2 separate regions of the Mus musculus genome follow, and region 2 is linked to region 1. The links are chromatin contacts, called in public HiChIP or PLAC-seq maps. All regions are on one chromosome and are shown on one strand. The core of a region is the stretch at or near the end of the contact, and the rest is flanking DNA. Distances in the headings are between cores, read along the strand shown. Region 1 has its middle 6.2 kb from the start of Gm38879. Region 2 holds the start of 9530062K07Rik (RIKEN cDNA 9530062K07 gene).

Region 1 (4,675 bases), core at 1,299-3,798:
ATATGATGGCTCACAACCATCTGTAATGAGATCTGATGCCCTCTTCTGGTGTGCCTGAAGACAGCGAGAGTGTACTCAAAAAAAAAAAGGAAAAAAAAGAAAAAGAAAAAGAAAAAGAAAAAGAAAAGGGGAGGCCTGTCCCTGGCCAAGCAAAGTTCCTTTGAAGTAGATAGGTCAGCCTTTTAGTGGGAAGATCGCAGTGTTAACTCCGGGAAGATTCTTGGAAGAGAACCAGTTTGGCCTCTGGCAGGTTGAGCCTCAGGCAGGTAGTAGCACATCAAAGGAGCAGCACAGCAGGTGGCTCTGCTCAAGCATCCGGATGGTCACAGCCAGCCTTGCTAGGCTGGAAAGAGGTAACATGTACCTATGTATGAGTATGTACACCTGAGTGTAGTAACCTCGGAGTCCTGAAGAGGGCGTTGGATTCGCTGGAACTAAAGTTACAGGGAATTGTAAGTTGCCTCACATGGGTACTGGGAACTGAACTCAGAACTTCTAGAAGAACAGTAGGCTCTCTTAACCATTGAACTATCATGCTAGCCCCCAAATATTACTTTTTTGTTTGTTTAACAGCTTTTGTTTTTGAGACGAGATCTGATTTTGTACCTGCTATTGACAATCTGGGCTAAAGTCTGTATCCATAGGGTGAGTTCATCTTCTTTGGTGGGTGAGATTACCAGAAGGGATACGTGACACCTGTGCTCTTGGAGGATCTGCCTTCAGTTCAGCCAGGGAAGTTTCCTTGCATTTGTTCCTAAAGTCTAAAGAGGCCTGGTTTGGAGTGTTTTTCTGAATGTGTGCACACTCAGGCTGACCAGCATCCAAACACCAAAAGCTACCTTTCAGTGCTCCCTCTTCCTAGAAACTATCAGCTCACCCGCCTCTCTATAGCCTGCATTTATTTCTCTCCGTGCTCACCCAGAGGTGAGTGTTTGGAGGCTTCTAGATTTCACTGGTTTTAGAATATTCATTTCCCTCCATATGATGCTCCCAGGTGTGTCATATACTACAAACTTTTCACTCTGTTTCCCTCTGTTCATGGTTCGTTCTCTCTCTCTCTCTCCCTCTTCTCCCTCTCCTTCTCCCCCCCCCCCCTCTTCCCCCTGACTCTCTCCTTCCCTTCCTACTCTCCTCCTCCTGCCTCCTCCTCTTTTTTAAAAAAATAGGAACTCACTATATAAACCTGGTTGACCTGGAATTCATTACGTAGAGCTGGTTGCTTCAAAATCACAGAGATCTGTCTGCTTTAGCCTCTTGACAGCCAATTCTTTATATTCCTGGGCATGGATGTAGTACTCAGTGTAAACACAGATAGATAGAAAGACAGACAGACAGACAGATAGATAAATTGCTTAGAGTGAGACCACAGCATACCAACACTAATTCACACTAAAATCACTCTGGGGAACAATCTTAGTGTACCTCAGGGGTAGAGCCCTTGCCTAGCATCTTCAAGGTCCTGGGTTTAATTCCCTGGTTTGACTCTGCACTCTTAATGAAGTATAATGATACTATGTGATGTTTGGGGAAATCACTCTTCGTCTCTGAGCCTCTGAGTCCTCATCTGTAAAACGAAGAAACAAATCCCCACAGGATTGGCTCCACCACCTCTAAAGGGCAATGCACACCTGGACATTTGCTTGCCCCGAGGGTCAACTAGTGGCTGTCAGGGTTCCTGGAATCAGGAGAATTGAACAGGTGGCACATGAGTGTGTGGCTGAAGCCCAACTCCCTAGCCCCCTTCCCCCTTAGTCTTCTCCCTCAGTCTGAGCTACAGTGAAACCTTAAAAAGCTTCCCAGCACTGGCCCTCCCAGCACATCAGCGGCTAGCTGAGTGCCCCACCTATACACTTCTGCCTTCCCTGGTCTGAGGGTTCAGGGGGCACAGGGTTTTGTCTTGTTTTGTTTTGTTTTGTTTTGTTTTGTTTTAACAGAACTCATGTCTTGTGTAAGGGACTGCTTCCAGCCAGCACTCTGCACATGCCTGTCCCGTGAGGTCGAAGCTATTGTTAGCCTCTAGTCCGGGGTGAGGGAGCAGAGGCATGGAGTCACTCAACACCTGACTCGGGCCATAGATGAGATGCACCCGGATTTACGGCTCCAGAAGTAAGCAACACATGGCTTACTTTGGGGAATGCAAGCTTTCTCTTACTTATTTTTTGTCAATATAAACAAATATTTGTTTTTCTGGTATTTAAAATAAACCAAAAAACCAAAAACAAAAAAGTGTGGAAGCCGGCTATGTAGGTTCGTGCTTGTGAGTCCAGCACTCGCGGGTCGAGGGAGGAGGGTTGCCACCTCGTAGGAGCGTAGGAGCAGTAGCAGTGGATACCTGCATTCTCAGCTCTGGTCGAGGCAGCTGAGGTGCGTAGCACGGAAGCTAAGCTTGGGATAAGGCCAGCGGGTCCAGGACCTTCCAAAATGTGGGATATAGGATAACCAGGGTCTTATTCATTTGTGAGAAAAGGTGAAAGTAGTTGCAAGCTTGTGGCCGGTCCCTAGGAGGCAGAGGATCCTCCTGCGCTCATCCACAGGGCCCCCCCAGATCCAGCCTGAAACCAACCGCAGTCTCCGCCCTCCCAGTAAATAGGCGTCGCTATTCTAGGCAAGGCCCAGGATAAAAATACTTGCTATGTTCTGCAAGGTTTTTTTTTTTTAAGTCATGAAAATAACAGTGCAGTAAGCTGTCTATTTTTGGTTGGTGCCTGTTGGCACGTGTTCAAAGTCATGGCCCAAATGAGATCTATTTAGAAACAGGTCACCGCAGTTTGTGGGTGTATGGAGGGGCCTCAGACCTGAACCTCGAGCAGAGGGAGAGGAGGCCAGCCTCTGGGCAGGCCTGAGCATCCATGTGTGCCCTGCTTCTTAGCCAAGTTCTTAGGGGTGAAGACTCCACTCCGGCCTGAGGAATCCAACCTTAGGGTGGGACTGGGGTGTGAGAATGTTCCCCAACTTCTCTATAAACCGGCTGATCACACGGCTGCATAGCAGCCTGGCAGATATTCCAGTTGGGGCCCAGCATCTGGGACTGGGCTGGGTTTTTCCAGCCTCAGTGGACAAGAGGGTGCTCCTGGAGGCTGAGAAAAGATCATCTCTGTTAGATGGCTTCATGCAGATGTGGAAAGAACCTGCCCAGGCCTGGGTTTCGGTCTTGGCCCTGGGCCTCCTGGCAGTGTGATGTTAGACAGGTCACTTCACCTCTCCACCTTTTGCTTTTTTCTTTTAGTAAAATGGAGATAATAAAGCCAAGCTTAGAAGAAAGTTGGATGATTGATGTAGATGGTACATTTTAAAGATTATGGTTCATATGGGATGGCTACCATGTCTGGTTTCCTGATTATAGGAGCAGGCGTTCTCTTTCTAACCAGTCTTTTAGGGTCACCTTTCAGTAACAACAACAACAATAACAATAACACAACTATGTGGTATTATGTGCCAGGCATTGTTCTAAATACTTTCCTTATACAAACACACCTCTTTTTTTTTTTTTTTTTTTTTTTTCCATAGCAGCCCAATGAAACAGGCCCTGTGTGATCCTCCTCTCACAGACGGGGACAGTTGAGGCTCAGAGACGGACCGTTTAGCTTGGTGTTGTGGTCTAAGACTGAGGTAGAAGGATCAGGAATTCAAGGTCATATTTAGGGAATTTGAAGGCAACCTGGGCTACATGAGACTCTGTCTCATATAAACAGAAACAAACAAGAGGTTAACACCTTTGCCCTCGGTCACACAGGCAGCAGGTGACAGATCCAGGCCTCAAAACCACAGTCACACGTGGCTAACCACAAGCTATTGGTTCTTTCTTAATTATAGCTGGTTTCTTGAGCCTTCCACAGGAGAGGGCAGGCACAGTCAAGATAGTTGCAACACTCAGGTACCACAAAGAATCTTAAAAGGTCAGCCAGACTCTCTGGTTTTAACCCTTAGCCTTTCCCAGGCAGCAGTGCACACCTGGCTGGGTGTGGTGCAAGCCTATTAACCTTAGCACTTGGGAGATGGAAGCAGGGTGATTAGAAGGAGTTTAAGGTCGTCCTTAGCTACCTCATGAGTTCAAGGACAGCCTGAACTGCTTGAGACCCAGTGTAAAAACAGGCAAAGAGAAAACAATGGGGCTGGAGAGATGACTGATGGCTCGGTGGCTAAGAGCACTGACTGCTCTTGCCGAGGACCTGGGTTTGATTTCTCACATACCTGGCAGTTACAGGGGATCAGATGCCCTCTTCTGGCCTCCTTGGGTACTACACACATGTGCTACACATGCAGGCAAACACATAAAAATAAATGAATAAATAAATAAATAAGCAGCAACAAAGAAAAATACTTTAAGAAGATGGACATGGGGGCCAGTAGGAAAGCACTTACTGAGCCCTCCAGGTCCTGGGTTCCATCTCCAGCACCGAACACAAATGTTTTATTGATGTTGACTTGGAAGGGAGGTGGAATGGGGTGTGGCCTCAGGGTCTCATGGTGTGTTTCCTCCTACTATGATGCTGCTGATCTTTTCACGTTTAATAATTTATGCTCCCTCTGTGACTTTATTCATATCTATGACCTCTCCTTCCCTCACTGCCAGGGGCCTGCCTGGCCGTAGGGGACAAGCTGAGGTGGAACACAGAGTTGGACAAAAGCCAAAGGACTGATAATTTCCGGCCTTTTAATTCTCTCTGACTCGACT
Region 2 (4,675 bases), core at 634-3,133, 510 kb before region 1:
TTTATCTGTGTATTCCTAGCAGATTGCAGGAACTCACTATGAAAACAAAATTCACATACACTTTAGTTAAAGGCCAGCAGCATTTGTACTGGTGACTCTGTGTCATATATTCATCCAAATTGAAAAACTGGTGCTGGCGGGACAGTAGTGGCCCACACCTTAAATCTCAGTACTTGGGAGGCAGAGGCAAGTAGATTTCTGTAAGTTCCGGGCCAGCCTGGTCTACAGAGTGAGTTCCAGGACGGTCAGGGCTACACAGAGAAACCCTGTCTCAAACAAACAGAAGGAGAAAAAAGAAAAGGAAGAAAAAGAAAACTGTAGATGACGAAATGCAAAGCAGACATCTGCATTCACTTACACAACTGAGGGAGACATGATGGACCTACATAAAGTCTCTAGGGACTGAAGGCAAAAGTGGGGCACGTGAGGCCAAGCCAGGCTTAGAGCTGACCATACTGAATGAGCACAGTGGCTTTTTTGAGAGGCACACAACTCTGCTCAAATGGTAATTGCCCTCAAAACTAAAAACAGAAAAACCAGCACGAGGCAAACCTTATTATTAGATGTTTTTAAAGGTTTGTAAAACCCATGAACTTTACTGATAAAAGACACTGATTTCAGAGAAAGGAGCTTCAGTTACCAAGAACCAATCTATCCACCAAAACTTAGAAGAGAACCTTATTATCATTATAAATGACAATAGTTCTTACTCCCCAAAAGGGATTATTCGAAAGTCAGATACCATAAAACAACTCACATTCTCAATGAACTGGGTATTAGACAGCATGAGGAAGTCATTGAACACATTATGCAGACGACAATGTGTGGCTTTGGTCTCCTGAATTAATCCATCCACCTGCTTCTTGATTTCATGAGTCCTGGAGATAGTCTGCTGTGAGAATTCCTGTAGAAACTGTAGTAGCTATTTTGAAAAGAAACATACACAAGTATCAACACTACATGTGATTTAAAGCAAAACAAACAAACAAAAAACCCCTCCCCTTTTGCCCCTATGTTAAGAAAAAGGGATGATACTGTTGATCTAAGGTCAGGTGACCCTGGAAAGCATTAAGAAAGCTCATCAGATAAGTTTGTCCAGAACACAAAACCAGTATCACATTTCTACAGGGATTTAAAGCCCTGTTTGGTTGTCACGCTCCAGAGACCACATAGTGTGACAAAACACCCCAAATCCCACTTGTATGAAAGTTCTGAGCTCTTAGGTCCCGAAGTGAGCAGATCTACTCAAAAATATGTGCTGCCCCATTTAGCCCCAGTTCTAATACAGAAGGGCCTCCGTAGAGACAAAGCAGTCCTTGGAGAGGGCAGAAACAGAATCTGCTCAGCAGGATGGCGTGGAGGGCAAGGTTGAAAAGCCACTGCACGGAAGGAAACCCGCGTCTGCGCGGCAGAGTGCTGGGTAGAAGCCCACAGGGCCGCCCTCCCCGGTGTCTGAGATTGCGCCTTTGAATACTGGAGGAAGCGTGTCCCCGAGGAGGGGTAACTACAACTCTGTCCCTCCCTTGGCCCCGGGTCCCCCGCTCACACCGGCGTCAGCCGCCAGAGACCAGTTCTGACTGCTGCGGCGGATCTCCTCCACCGACCAGGGCCGTTCCCACACCGGCTCGGATGCCGGAGGCCGCTCCGAGTCGGGGCTCGTCCGGTTCATCTACAGCGAGAAGGACAAAAAGAAGAGCTGAGTCTGGGGCGAAGGATCCAGCCCTGCCCTCCTGGGCCGCCGTCCTCACCACGATGACACCGCCACTCAGCAAGCTCCAAAGTGACTACGGGAGTGGCTACTACACTGCCCACCCAGCGCGGTGGTAATCACATGGTTCACGTCACGTGATGGTGTCCTCACGTGACCTGGGGCGCAGCCTCTGATCGGGAGCTATGGGTTAGTAGCTCCTGGGTAATTGGGTTTGACCAGAGAGAAGGTGTTTAAGCGGCCAGCTAGTGCGAAAGAGGCGGAAGGTACCAGTGGGGCCCATGCTGAGGAGTCCCGTGGCCTACCAGGTGGGAGCTGAAGAGGAAGGAGAGCGGAGGACGACTTCCTGGATGTGCGGCGGCTTTATTGATTATGCATGTGATGTGAGACTAGCCCAGGGCCACAGTGACCCTCAATGTGTACATCTGCTAACCGGTTTGGTTTCAGTTCAATGTGGATCCGCTTGAAATTCTTGAAACCCTCAGCTGAGATTCAAGGCCGGGAGGTGGAGGGGTAGAAATCGAAATCCAAAGCTCCCCTGGCTGTCCACTAGCACTTCCTTGTGAACAGACCCCTTTCTGAGTTGGTCTTGCCCAGACTGACTTTTAGAAATAACCCCTTATCTTTCCTTTTTGTGTGCCCGAGAACAAGTTACTTAGCTTCTTCTATAAGCTTTCTTCTGCATATTAAAGAAGCAATACAGCCGGGCATGGTGGCGCACACCTTTAATCCCAGCACTTGGGAGGCAGAGGCAGGCGGATTTCTGAGTTCGAGGCCAGCCTGGTCTACACAGAGAGAAACTCTGTCTCGAAAAATAAAAATAAAAAAGAAGCGATAATAGGTGTTAAAACAGATAGTGCCTGGTATATGGTGAGTGCTCACCTTAGATCTTATCATTTCTCCTGTGCAGATTATTTTTCCAACTTTCAGATTTTGCTTTGTGGCCACCTCCGTTGAAACCTCATTAAAGATTTCTCTTTGGTATGCAACTAAGACAAATGAAAACCTGCTCAGGTAAAAATCTGCAAGAATTTTCACTGTAGTGTTGATCCATACCCAGAAAGCAGAAGCAATCTAAATGTCCATCAGGTGACGAATGGATAAACAAAATGCTGTAGAACCACGCAATTCACCAAAAGAAATAAAATGCTGATATATGATAGGGCATGAATTAACCTAGAAATACTTCAATTGAAAGAGGTCAGTCATATACATGAGCACAGGTTATTCTATTTATATGAAATATCCAGAATGGATCAATCCAGAGAGAGGAAGTAGGTTGGTGGGGGCCAGGGATTGAGGAAAGAAGGGAATGGGGAGTTAACTGCTTATGAGCAAGTAGTCAGCTGTGAACTAGTAAAGCCAGGGTAAAGGCTCAGGTTGGTTTCTGTAGCATTAGTGTGATTGTATCTGTGTTGCTGTTAGGGTGAGCAGGTGTTATAGATAGACATTAGATTTAGGGTTATGATTAACATTGTGGTTATGGTGCTATTTTGGGGGTTAGGGTTAAGGTGGCTGTCTTAGTTATTTTTCTATTGTTATAATAAAAATTACCTCAGAAGCAACTCATAAAAGGAAGGGTTATAGTTAGGATTTAGTGTTACGGTTAATGCTGAGATAGTTGTGAATTATGGTTAGGAGAGCGTTAGTCTTAGGGTGAGCGTAACAGATGAAGGTTTAATTAGGATTAGGGCAGCCTTAATATTCATTACACAGCTGGGTATGGTAGCACACAATTTCTTTATCCCAACCCTGAAGAGGCATATCTAAACTGATACATGTTTGTGTGAAGGCAGCCTGGTCTTAGCTTAGTATTAGTGTTAGGGAAGGGTGTTTGACTAAGGTTAGCTTAAGAGTAGTTTTAATAGAGTTTAGAATACAGTTTGAGGTAAGCAAACCCCTTGAGACCTAATACTTGAAAGGCAGAGGTAGACAGATTATCTGTGAGTTTGAGCTCCAACTTCTCTACATAGAGAGTTCCAGGCCAGTCAGAGCTGCATGGTGGCATGATATCTCAAAAAAAAAAAAAAAAAAAAAAAAAGGTTAGGGTCAGAACTAGAATTATAGTTAGGCTTAGGGTTGAGGGTCAGGATCAGGTTAAGGGTTAGGGATTAAGGTTAGAGTTAAGGGCTAGTTATGGTTAAATATAGTGGTAAACTTTATACATAATCCTAACCCTTAAATAGAATGCTAAACCTAACCATAGTCCCTAACCAGAACCCTAATACTAACTCTACCCCTAATTCTAACCCTACCCTAGTCCTAACCATTGCTAAATCTAATCTTAACCCTAAACCATAGTGATAAAGTAACCTTAACCTAAAAACTATACAGAAAATTAACCATAATCTTTTTCATCTTAATCCTAACCCAAACCAAATACTAACCCTTAATTATAACCTTAAGCCTAAGTTACCGTCTTAGTTAGGATTACTATTGCTGTGATGAAACACCATGAACAAAAGCAGCTTGGGAAGGAAAGAGTTTATTTCACTCACAGTTCCATTTAACAGGTTGTCAAAAGCAGTGAGGGCAGGATCCCAAGCAGTATAGAAACCTGGAGGCAGGAGCTGATGCAGAGGCCATGAAGAAGTGCTGTTTATTGGCTTGCTCCTCAAGGTTTATTAGGCTTGCTTTCTTAAAAAACCAAAACCATCAGTCCAGGGTTGGCACTGCTCACAATAGGCTGAGCCCTCCCCGCCCCCATGGGCCATTAAGAAAATGCCCTACAGGCTGGCCTACCACCCAATCTTATGGAGTCATTTTCTAAATTGAAGTTCCCTTCTCTCTGAAAACTCTAGTTTGTGTCAAGTTGACATAAAACTAGCCAGCACACTTACCCTAATAATAATTATTACACTAACATGATCCAAAAATCTAACCCTAACATTAACCTTAGACATAATCCTAAACTGAACCCTAATCAAAACCACGAGCCTAACCCTAAACATATGTAACAGCAAAACA

What was found. HiChIP or PLAC-seq counts read pairs in DNA pulled down with a chosen protein or histone mark.
Region 2: an H3K4me3 HiChIP or PLAC-seq map of bone marrow-derived macrophages shows a contact between it and region 1, with 3 times the contacts expected there. The contact joins the promoter of 9530062K07Rik here to the enhancer-like site in region 1. A contact is called at or near these places in 2 of 39 promoter capture datasets (hippocampal neurons and pre-B cells), 1 of 484 Hi-C or Micro-C datasets (regulatory T cells), 2 of 115 datasets of contacts at active chromatin or transcription factors (bone marrow-derived macrophages and embryonic stem cells) and 1 of 9 other capture datasets (liver).

What each region holds. Positions count from the first base shown.
Region 1 is chr6:115,692,649-115,697,323 of GRCm38.p6, reverse strand. No RefSeq gene overlaps it. Among named protein-coding and RNA genes, the nearest start is that of Gm38879, 6.2 kb to the left of the region's middle. Within about 2 kb of position 2,548, at least 51 of the 459 cell types and tissues checked have an H3K27ac peak or open chromatin away from gene starts, as enhancers often do. A contact at or near this core is called in bone marrow-derived macrophages, where this site is marked.
Region 2 is chr6:116,205,201-116,209,875 of GRCm38.p6, reverse strand. 9530062K07Rik (RIKEN cDNA 9530062K07 gene) reads left to right here and starts at 1,883. Exons shown (of 4, transcript NR_131013.1): 1 at 1,883-1,974; 2 at 2,619-2,722. It overlaps Washc2 (WASH complex subunit 2`), which reads right to left and starts at 1,843. Exons shown (of 31, transcript NM_026585.3): 1 at 1,749-1,843; 2 at 1,547-1,669; 3 at 758-922. The coding sequence starts at 1,669.